Linked DNA regions of Mus musculus: region 1 is linked to region 2. Evidence: chromatin contacts called from public Hi-C data. All regions are on one chromosome and are shown on one strand. The core of a region is the stretch at or near the end of the contact, and the rest is flanking DNA. Distances in the headings are between cores, read along the strand shown.

The links. A called contact is a pair of places that touch in the nucleus more often than the background predicts.
Region 1: a Hi-C map of olfactory sensory neurons shows a contact between it and region 2, with 2.3 times the contacts expected there. The contact joins the enhancer-like site here to the promoter of Snap25 in region 2. A contact is called at or near these places in 1 of 39 promoter capture datasets (hippocampal neurons), 4 of 484 Hi-C or Micro-C datasets (cerebellar granule neurons, cerebellum, olfactory sensory neurons and 1 more) and 2 of 9 other capture datasets (adipose tissue and liver).

Annotation. Positions count from the first base shown.
Region 1 is chr2:136,752,430-136,758,196 of GRCm38.p6, reverse strand. Snap25 (synaptosomal-associated protein 25) reads right to left here. Exons shown (of 8, transcript NM_011428.3): 2 at 1,996-2,129. The coding sequence starts at 2,067. Among named protein-coding and RNA genes, the nearest start is that of Gm32659, 41 kb to the right of the region's middle. Within about 2 kb of position 4,421, at least 18 of the 459 cell types and tissues checked have an H3K27ac peak or open chromatin away from gene starts, as enhancers often do. A contact at or near this core is called in olfactory sensory neurons, where this site is marked.
Region 2 is chr2:136,711,367-136,716,663 of GRCm38.p6, reverse strand. Snap25 (synaptosomal-associated protein 25) reads right to left here and starts at 3,214. Exons shown (of 8, transcript NM_011428.3): 1 at 3,064-3,214. It overlaps Gm32659 (a long non-coding RNA gene), which reads left to right and starts at 2,326. Exons shown (of 3, transcript XR_375013.3): 1 at 2,326-2,791.

The DNA of each region.
Region 1 (5,767 bases), core at 3,172-5,671, 40 kb before region 2:
TTGTAACCAAACACAAAATGTCTTTCCAGTTTCAGTCTCTTGCCTATTGGGCTTTCTACATGATCAGATTTCCTAAAGCCATCACGTGAAAGCTTATTGTCATAAAACTAAAACCATATGAGTTTGATCTTGGTATCAAAGACAAAGAAATCTGTAAAAATCATTTTGCATGCTCTGGATGCACAGAAAACTCTCTTCTACACTCTGAGAGATACTTCATCTTTCCTGGACTAGGGATATTGAATTTTAACCATAAACATAATTTTTCTTGAGATTGTAACAAGTTTCCTTTAAAGCTCCTAGAAACACAACTGGAAGTTGTTATCAATACAAATTAAGCTGTTGCCTTAGGGTGAAGAAAATCAAGTAGGTTTAAAACAGTTCTAATTATCTTCATTCTTAGATAAGGAAAAGCATGAAGAAAATGCTGAGCTTGGCAGCTGCTCCTCCGGGTACAGCATTGCCACTTTGTTCTCAGTTCCTTAACATCGTTCCAATCCAACAGCCAGTGTGATTTCTCAGAGCCATGCTTTCAAGTAGGAAACTTATAAGGAATGTGAAGGATATGAATTTTTGCGCTCTCTCTCTCTCTCTCTCTCTCTCTCTCTCTCTCTCTCTCTCGTTCTCTCGTAAAAGTTCTATCAGCAGTGATGTGCTGGAAAATGTTTAACTGACTCTCTGAAAAAACAGAAATACATTTATCTACATTCATGCTTATTGCTGCTGTGCTGATATGAAATACAAAGAGCACAGAGTTGACACCTAATACAACAAGTGTGCCTAGCGACAACTCCTGTGTAGCAGGGGGAATCTCACAGAAAGGCCCTGTAGATTTCTGGTGTCGTCTGTCTATGGCTCACCATCTGGTGAACTAGTGTGATTCCAACATGGTCAATGGAATGGGATAACTTCAGTTATGTTCATGAATAAGAAGAAAATGAAGTGAAGAAGTAGCATTAGAACTAGATTCATTAGAAAAGAGACAATGTTCTTGTTGGAGAAAAAAACAAACAGGTTACAACTAATAAAGGACTTCCTCAAAGTTTTTATATTTAAAAAATACTTTTATGATTTGAGAGTTTCATACAATATATTCTTATTATATTTACCTCCTCCATTCTTCCCTCTAACTCTTCCCAGATTCCCCCAACTTTTCACCCCCAACTTTGTGTATTGTTTTCTTAGTGTAATCACACAGACAAGCACACTTTACAGGTTTTATATAATTATTTATATTTTCCCTTCAGTCTTAACTCTAGGTAATCAATAAAACAATAAATCAAGCCATTACTGGTAGCATTTGGCAATTCTGGGTTCTAAATAAGTCTGGGTGCTAAACAATTGCTATTTCATTTCTGACTCCAGTGGGTTCTCTCTCTCTCTCCTCTCTCTCTCTCTCTCTCTCTCTCTCTCTCTCTCTCTCTCTCTCTCTCTCTCAGTAAAATGGCTATTAGCAGTGATGTGGTGTCTCTGTGGGTGAGATTTACAGCAACATTGGTCTGTGGGCTTTCTATTCCTTATATGCAGTGAGTGTAAATTACTCAAGAGCATAAATAGCAGTAAGACATGTGCTAAACTCACTAGGTAGAAAGCAATGAGTTTTGAGCACAGTACCATCTCGTATCTATCTATATACCTACCTATCTATCTGTCTGTCTGTCTATATTCTATCTAATTTTCAGATTATGTACTTCAGTTTTAATAATAGCCATGTTTAACAGCCAGTTGGGAAAGTTCCTAAAATTGTTAACCTTCAGAACTGAATTAACTACAACACACTGTAAGACATCCAAAGACAAAACTTTTCCTAAAGGACCCTGCCCTCTTAAACGTCTTAAATGACAAGTCAAGAGTCTGGGCGAATCAAATCTTTCTAACCTGCAGACAACTTAGTTAGAGAAAAAGAAAGTTCTTTTTTCCACTTTCTTTTTTTTTTAAATTGAGACATTAGAAGAAATCTTTTTTTTTCCCCCCTTCAGAATCTGAGTCCTTTACCTCATCAGCCAGCTGGTCAGCCCTCCTCTGCATCTCCTCCAGCTCATTGCGCATGTCTGCGTCTTCGGCCATGGTACTGGTGGGGGGTTGCTGGGCGCTTGGGCCAGCAAGTCAGTGGTGCTTCGTTAAAGAACCTGGGAAGAAGGAAAATATGGGTGCTTCCATGAATGTGTGCCACCTGGAAGGTATAAGCACTTCACTGCCCCCAGGGTTCAGACAGCTTCTAAACTGGAAGCCAAATTCAGACAAGAATCAATAGAATTATGTCAATTCTCCAAAAAGTGCCAGGAAGAGATATTTTTTTCAGCCTCCTCACAGGAACAGACACATATTTACATATGATTTTTTCTGACAGTTTGTATTGTAGCCCAGGTTGGCTTTGGGCTAACCATCTTTCTGCTCCAGTCTCCTAAGTGTTCTAGGATCCCAGGTTTACGAAGACGCATATGGCTTCATCTGAAATATTTTTAAAACACAAACCAGCAAGGCTTGGGAATGATGAGGTGGAGAGTACAGACAATTATAATTGACATACTAACCACTTCACAATTTGTATAGTTTGTGAAATTTTGACACATGCAATATACTCAGGAACCCCACCACTCTAAAAAGAAAATGAACCAATCGATTAACCCCCACATTTTCACATTCTCCTTGTTATTATACCTGTTATTCTCCATACCCTCCCATGTCCAAGAGACTGCTGATCTCCTTTTTGTCACTATTGCTGGCATTTCTTAGGATTATGTATTAATGACATGACTTAGCATGCACTATGATTTGCCTGGCTTTTGTACTTGGTATAATTATTTTGAGATTTACTACATTTATTTTTTTTGCACAATTACTAGACCATTACTATTTGTTTGTGGGTAGCAGGGCACCATATTTAGAAGCATCTAGAATTGTCATTAGAGGTTGTCAAGATTGTGTGCAGGTAAACAAGTCTTATTCCAAAGTGGAGTGAGTCCAGGGCCTTAAAATGTGACCAGCCCACTTTGTGGCTATCCTTGACATTTCACATGAAACAAATGCAAGTAAGAGGACACTAATTGTTCCAGAGCACCCTTCTTTCTTCCTTTCCATCCTTCTCAATTCTCAAGTACTTACAAAGAGTACTAGGGATACACTGATGAACAGAAAATGTGAATTCACCACCTCTATATAACTACAGTTTAATTGGAAAGAAGACAGTGAAGAAATTCTAAGTACCAGAAATTAGAGTGCCAATGGGAACATAGTCAGCTTCTGTCAGGGAGTCATGTCCCCAGAAGGGACCAGAGGAAGAGTCTGAGATAAGTATTTGACCTTACACCAACATCTTTGGGCAGTACACTTGTTGAAGGTCCAGGCTTGGGTCCCACGTTTGAGATAGTCAAGCATACAGTGGTATTTGTCTTTCCTCTTGCAGACTTGAATCTTGTCTTTGGAGAGTGAATGCTTACCTAGGAATTATGTATCTAGTCTTCACAGGGAGAGGGCCAGATGGCTAGAGATGGTCCCTAATTGGAGACAATGTGTGTCCCTATCAGACCAAGCACATTCAGAAGCTGGTACTGAACTCCCATCTTCTCCTGTCAACGAAAGCAGGGCAAGGAAAGAAGGCTGAGCCACAGGATAGCAGAGGGTTCTCTGCATCCTTGAAGAAAGGAAAGCTGGCTGCTCACTAGCAAGACTTGTGAGTCTATAGTTAAGAACACTCATCCCATGGGTTATGTGACTGGATGTGTATGACACTATTGCCATTATCTCAGATGATAAGATGGAGGTCCTCTGTGGAGGGGAAGCAGAGTATATGATTAGCTTTCTGCATTGACCAGCTCTGTGAAGAAAGTCTTCTAATCGAGGGACTTTAAACGGGAAGAATGTTAATGTGAATTAGAAACTTTGTGGCTATGGGCAAGATTACTTCCCTCCCTGAGCATAAAGCTCACTTCTGAGATTTTATGTCACAGGTGTGTCAAGGATAGAAAATCCCAATTAACTTTGTTTACTAAGGATGCTGGGTTTTAATATTCAGATAGCCTATTTGGGTAAAATATCCTCATACCTTTGGGAAGAGTAGAACAAATCTAGGCTCTGTTACCTATTCTTCCTTTAGTAATGGCTGACATCAGGCACTGAGGAGCAGCTGAGTACTGGTCTCAGGGAAACCAGCAGAGTGGAAAGGTGCTGGTTTCCAAGCAGCAACTCTCTCAGGACTGCCTCTAGGGAACAAGCAAGGGCGTGCCTGACCCTGGCCTCCTTCTTTGTGAAGAGGTGCTTGCACTTTCTTGTGTCATCTCCTCATTCTGGTATGGGAACTCCTGGCGTGGGGTGGGGGTTGGGAGCATGAAAATCAGGAATAGAAGAGTATCTACCACATGGCTTCTCTGTCAGCCTGCCACCTGCCCATCAACCAAGCCCTGGCAGGTTGCTGGCAGCCTGGAGCTAGGAGCATACAGCTGTTCTTCCCCTGCTGAGAATAGCAACTTTGAGAGATCACCAAGGAAACGCTGTAGACAGGAGTGTGTGTGTGTGTGTGTGTGTGTGTGTGTGTGTGTGTGTGTGTGTGTGTGTGTGTGGAGAGAGAGAGAGAGAGAGAGAGAGAGAGAGAGAGAGAGAGAGTGTAGTGGCAGCCCTCCTGATGAGAATCACTAGAACAGCTACTTGCTGGGATGTTTGTTGTTTCCATTTGATAAATTGTCCCTAAAAACCCCAAACCCATGCATGACTGCATTCTAGGAGACAGGGAGAATCGTAACTAGCAATCATTGCACTAGCTGAGAGGATGTTAATAATGAAATGGAATTACTCAGGTGGCATGGAACAAGTGTTAGTCCTGCACATACCTAAGCAAGTGGCATTCCCCAGAGGAGCAAAGCTCACATTAGTCAGGGAGGATACAAGGAAATAGTCTCTCAAAAGAGATTCCTGGAGCTCTGATATAAGACACTCACCTAGCCATTAAAGACCCTGGCTAAGAATCTCAAATCACCTGTGCATAGTCTAGACCTAACTAGGTATTCACTTCCTGTTAATTGACTCTGGGATGAACACATATTCCCTTTAATGTTCCAAAATTAGCAATTTTCAGCTTAAAGTTTAAGACCATCCTTCTGTAACTCTTGCAAAAGTTAGCATCATTAGAAAGCTTCTTAATGATGGCTGAGTCATTAAAACCGCAGAGGTTCCGATTTGCTCAGTTTGAGACCGAGTCCCAGATAGTATGTCTCGAGAAACATCCAGGAGGTGTGGACACTGTTGTTCTGCAGACCACAGTTAGCCTACTTACTGCTACAGTGTCAGTAAATGTCACTAGGTACGGTCAAGAAATGGCTTTGTAGTTAGCCAAATAGGACACTAGTCTGAATAAACCAATCAAGGGCTCTGCAGTAACAGAGCTCTCACCTCAAAGAGCCCAAGAGACAGTTGATTCTAGGTCTAAATTTGAGTGATCATAGCCCAGGAACATGGGCTTAGGTCACTGAGAGACCCATAGTTGCAACGTACAAGCAAGTTCATGAAGTTTTTAATAGTAAAAGAACAAAGAAAGTTATAATCAAGGCATTTCTCAGTTCCATTAGTGGAAACATCAGAGATGTGGCTACATTCAGTGGGAAGAATCTGAACAAAGGCTCGGATGTTATCTGATACCATCCTTAACTCTGACTGGTAGAGAACAGGGTTTCCTTAAGTTAATATATCCCAAAGGTTTTCACCTATTTACATCTGATAGGGAGGTAAACAAGAAATGGCTTTTTAGGGGGATAAATACAGCTGAGAAATTTAG
Region 2 (5,297 bases), core at 1,965-4,464:
AAATGTTATATCCCCTGTGGGGTTGATTTATGTATCTGGTGCTTTCTGACTGATCAATATCTTCCTATTAGGTTGGTGCCTGCTGGCAAGGGATGACATTGCAGAATGTATCCAGTGCTGAGGCCAAACCCATTATTTTTCCTGCTTTTCTAGTACTGTAACGCAATCTCATAATGTAAGAAGCATTGCTTATTGATAGTGCATCATTTAAAAGTCAGGATTTTCTTTTGTTTCCTCCTTCAATCTCTTTATTACATTGTTTTTATTTCTACAATGGTCAAAGCCAACAGTTCTCCTGAAGGCCAGCTGCTATGCAGTTGCTAGGCGTCATTGGAGGAGAAATCAATTGTTCAGCTGATAACCTTTACTGCAGGGTTAACTTTAGAGTTTAGGAATATCATCTAACAAATTAAGGGACAGCTTGCCTTAGAGCTGTGAAAGCTTTATAAAGTAAAGGTTAAATTATCAATTCTAGGGATATTGCACCATGAAAAGATTGTAGAAATTGTACATTATTTTGTGCTGAGAATGCTAAATGTGGAAAACAACAATAAACAAACAAGCAGGTTCCATCCCACCATCTGCAGGAATGTTTCCTGGATTCTCCATATGCCTCTCTGCTCCCACCTCCTTCATCACATTGTCCTGGATTTTTAAAACGAAGAAAAACCATCTTATTATTTTTCCTTCTGAAGATTTTCCATGACAAAAATGTTAAATCTACGTCACAGGTACATTTCTTTTTATTTTCTCAGCTAACTTTCCTATATATTCAGCTATATAAATACTCATATTGCCTCTTTTTCCCACCTCGGCACCTTAGCCAGCTTTACTGCAATGCTATGCCCCCTTCCTTCATCTTCCACTATCCAGCAAACCTAGCAGTAATTACTAACGTTCAAGCACATAATTCAGGCAGCATTAGGCTTTGCATTTGACGCAACTGCGCAGAACTGTCTGGATTTGCACTATAACAGCAAAGCATTTAAATAAGACTCCTCCCCATACTCCCCCCCCCCTCCACCTCCCATCAATGAAACGTAGTTGTTTATTATATCTGAAGATTTCAGAGTTATAAACTCCCATGCAGCTAAATAATCTGGAATGAATTTCCACTGAGATCAACTTACATCTACACACAATAATATGCCAGCATATACATACATGGAAACACATGATTTTTATAAAGAGAACCCACAAATAAATAGCTGGGGATAAAATAACTCTTTTTAATAGAGAATTTTAGTATCTTTGGGAGACAGATGATTGGAGTTATAACTAAATGAACACAATTCAAGACCTTTGGGAGGAGGTCTTTAAAAGGGTTCATGCTAGCATGTCTTTAATGCATTATATACATCCTTATATATGAAGCTGTTATTCTCATTTAACAACTGTGGAAAGCATATCATTTTAGTCTTGATACATTCATGACAATTATGAGACTCTAAATCAAACAGATATTTATCATCATGACAATTTTTGCTCATGCGGAGTCTCTAAGCCTCAGAGAAGAAAATAGTTATCATGACCTCAGCAAAATCCTGCAGTGCCATAATAGAAATTGCAGTGAATCTTGGGGGTCAGATTCCTGCTTCAGCCGATTCATAACCCTGAAGGACATGTTTAACTTCTCCCAAGGATGACCATTCTTAACGTCAACATCTACAGCAATCAATCTGCCATATCCAATGTTAATATGAAATGCACTAACTCCAAAACCACAGCCAAAGATATTGAAATTTTTCTTTTGGCTGTGTATGCTTGTTTCTACCTAGTTTTAAGAATAAAGGAAAAGTGACAAAGGGATTTATTCCAGAAACTAGTTCAGATAACCCATATTAAAAAAAAACACAGGGAAGGAACTGTCCTATAAATAGATAGTACTAGCATCATCTTATAAGCCCACTGGAGCCCACCTAATATCAACGGATATATCTACCCTGTGTTAAATACAAAAAATTACAGTATATATGTCGTAATGGAGGATAAGTGACCGTTTTTAAAAGTATGGTTTTGTTTTGTTTTGTTGTTTTGTTTTTGTCTAAACCAAGGCACAGGAAGAAATACAGAAGGCTTCTACAAGTAGTCTGCTTTTTCTTGAAGCTACGTGGGAAGTGAGGAAGAGAGCAGGCAATTGTCTGTAAATAAATCCCTGCTGACAGGATTTATTCTTCTGTCTTTCTTTTAATCTACTATGCGAGCTCTATTAAGACTTTCTATAAGACCTGGATCTCAGAGAGAAAATTTGGCCTCTAGTCCCAGCCAGGCATCTCTGCAGCAGGTAATGCGGCGCTGCAGCCGGATCGCTGTCCGCGGTGCTGAAAGGTCAGGGCGCCGACGCGGGCGCCGAGCACTCCTGTCCAGGGTGCTGAGCTCCCGCCATCGCACCCCCACTAGTCTAGCCCACCGCACCAAACCTCCAGAGCTCTCCCACTTTGCAGCACATGCTCGCCTGTAGCTGACTTGGGGCAGGCGGCATAAATCAAGTCTGTGGGGCATGGAGGCTGCTGCCGCTGCCGCTGCCGCAGCTCAGCTTGCCCAGGGAGGGAACTGCCCCCCTTCTCCTTTCGCCTCCCCAGCGCCCACACCCTGCCTTCTCATCTCCCTTGGGTAGCAGTGCCCTAAACACTACAGTCATAATCATAGGGTTGGAACGAACTACAAGATCGTGTTTTGCTTTTAAATTTTAGACTACAGGTAGAAAAAAAACCCCACAATCCTAATAACCTAAACATATCTCAAAACTGCATCGCAAGATGGAAGAGGGTCCCACGGCTGCTTCAAAAGAGTAAGTTATTATTCTGTACACATCCTCGCTATTTCTTCCCACCACTCCATCTGTAGTGTCCCCATTCACTCCTTCTCCAAACAGCTCACCTCGAAAATACTTTTATGCAGCCCCAGGCGAGAGTCTAGGTAGATATGCACACAGGGAATACCGCACCCTAAGTGCACCAATACTTGTATTTACCCAGGCTCACTTGGGCTGCCAGCTGCAGTCCCTTCTGTGTATGCAGCCATACAGGGCTAGGACCTGGATCGGGGGAGGGGGCTCTTTACCTTGTCTTCTCCGGAGGATGCTGTCCGCTGATCCCTGCAGGTAGCAAGAGTGGAGGAGCCGCCGGGTAGGGAGGGAAGGAAAGACAGCTCCAGACCTCCCCGAGGTTTCTTCTTCAATGCAACGTGAGCTCTGCCCTCATCAAAGATGGCCGTTCCTTTGACGTCAGCAGCTTTTAATAGCCGGCTCCTCGAGGGGCGGGGAGGAAGTGTGATGGGGGAGGGCGGAGGGAGGAAGGTGGCTGGGGGCGGTAGGGGAGGAGCCGGGAGGTGCGGAGCGCTTGACTCAGCTCCCTGAGCGCTTTGCAGCAACCCTTTTTATTTCAATCTTTTATAAACACCCAAATGGAGCGATTCTTTTGACTCCATTTTAGCACCGTCTTGGGAAATACATATTTCTTGCGACTGTTTTCCTGATGGCCTATGCGTTTGCTTACGTGTGCATGCATATGTGAATATATGTATGTAAATACGTGTGTTTGGAATGTATATACAATTATAATAATGTAAACATATACATATTTATATGTAAAACGTTCCCCTGATGATTTGTCTTTGGTTGAGTCACAGACACGAGAGGAAGGTAAAGGAATAGAAGGGTAATGATGTGAGGGATTGGCATAGATTTCTGTTGTGATTTATTTTCTCCAGAGAAGAGGGTCCGAAGAGGCATTCCCCTCAGCTCTCGCTCTCACCAGCTCCTTTCGTGACCAGGTTACTCACATTGCTATTTTTATGAAAATTATTGTATTAAAGCAGCATTGCAGGTTTAGAGTTCTCATTTAATCATGGCCAGTTTGGGAAAGGCTCACACTTTCTTTTAAAGTACGTCAGAGCAATTATCACCGAGATAACACCTGAGTTGGGGAAAGGGAGAGGGAAGCTAGTTAGCCCTATTAGCTTGGGTTTGCAGGGCTAGGGCTTTGAGTTGCGAGTTGTTTGCCCGGGGCTTATAGATGACTCTGTGGCGGGTTGAATTTGCAGTCTGGGCCTAGAGCGGTATTCGGGTTTCTTAGAACGTGTCCAGACATCCGGGGGTGGGGGTGGGGGGAAGGTGGCTAGGACAGTACTGAAATCTGGAGGGTCACTCATTGCACAAGCACTTTCAGTGGCCGACCCTCTGAACCTCTGGGTCTGGTATGAGCAAGAATGTCTACTTCTGCTGGTTCAGATGAAAGATTAGAAGTAATAACCACACAATATAATCCTGTCTTTGCTTGTCGTGCGTCAGGAGCAGTCAGGAGCTGGGTAGGGCAGGCGGCGATATGCAAATAGTTCGGTGGTGCAGCCTCTAGATGATTCACAGGTGTTGGGGAGGTTGTCCGGGTTCTAGGCAGGGAGGGAGAGCTGGGGAGCGCGTGGGAGGTGGGGGACCTCGTCTCAGGAACTGTTTGTACTTTTCCGCGGAGGATGCGATTAGAAGTCGTGCCTCGCAATCTTAAAACTTGATGGCCTCTTGGGCGATGGAAAATCCTTTTCTCTTAGAAACACACACGCGCACACACACACACACACACACACACACACACACACACACACACACTTAAAACTGGATCTGAAAAGCAACGCGTAAACGCCCCCCGCCCCGGTCTCGATAACACACACACACACACACACACACACACACACACACACACACACCACGCTTGCTGGTTTTAAAGGCAAGCTTAGGTAATAAAGCTTTTAATTGTAGGCGAAGACAGACGGGGAGCTGAGGGAGGAGGGGGTTGGGTGGATGTACATAGGAGAGGAGCAGAATTTCCTTTTTCTAACAGATACCAAGATCCAAAGGATATTTTGAAATCTTAATGTTTGCGATGATGATGGTGTTTGGGTTTTGATTAAAACCGGATTCCTGAAATATTGCTGCTGCAATTTGCTTACTGAGTTATTCAACATTTAAATTTTTGTACGACAGAAAAAAATATGCTTGGCCCTCACTAGGCTGCCATTCCAGCTCATATTTTCATTATAATAAAGCTCGCAGGAATAGGCTTAAGAATGTAATATTTTTCAGTTATGATATGACTTGGGAAAAAAAAGGCAGCATGCAGAGTTGGCAGAGACAGACAAACTACCCTACAAGAAGGAGAAAGAAAATATGTATAGGGCCCTCCAACTAGAAATCATTCAGGCAGAAAGTTTGTGAAAGAATGGGGGCAGGGGATTTCCCCCCCCCCCCTTTTTTTTTTAAGTACGTCATTGAGGGAGCCTCATTCTGCAGGCAAAAGTGATGT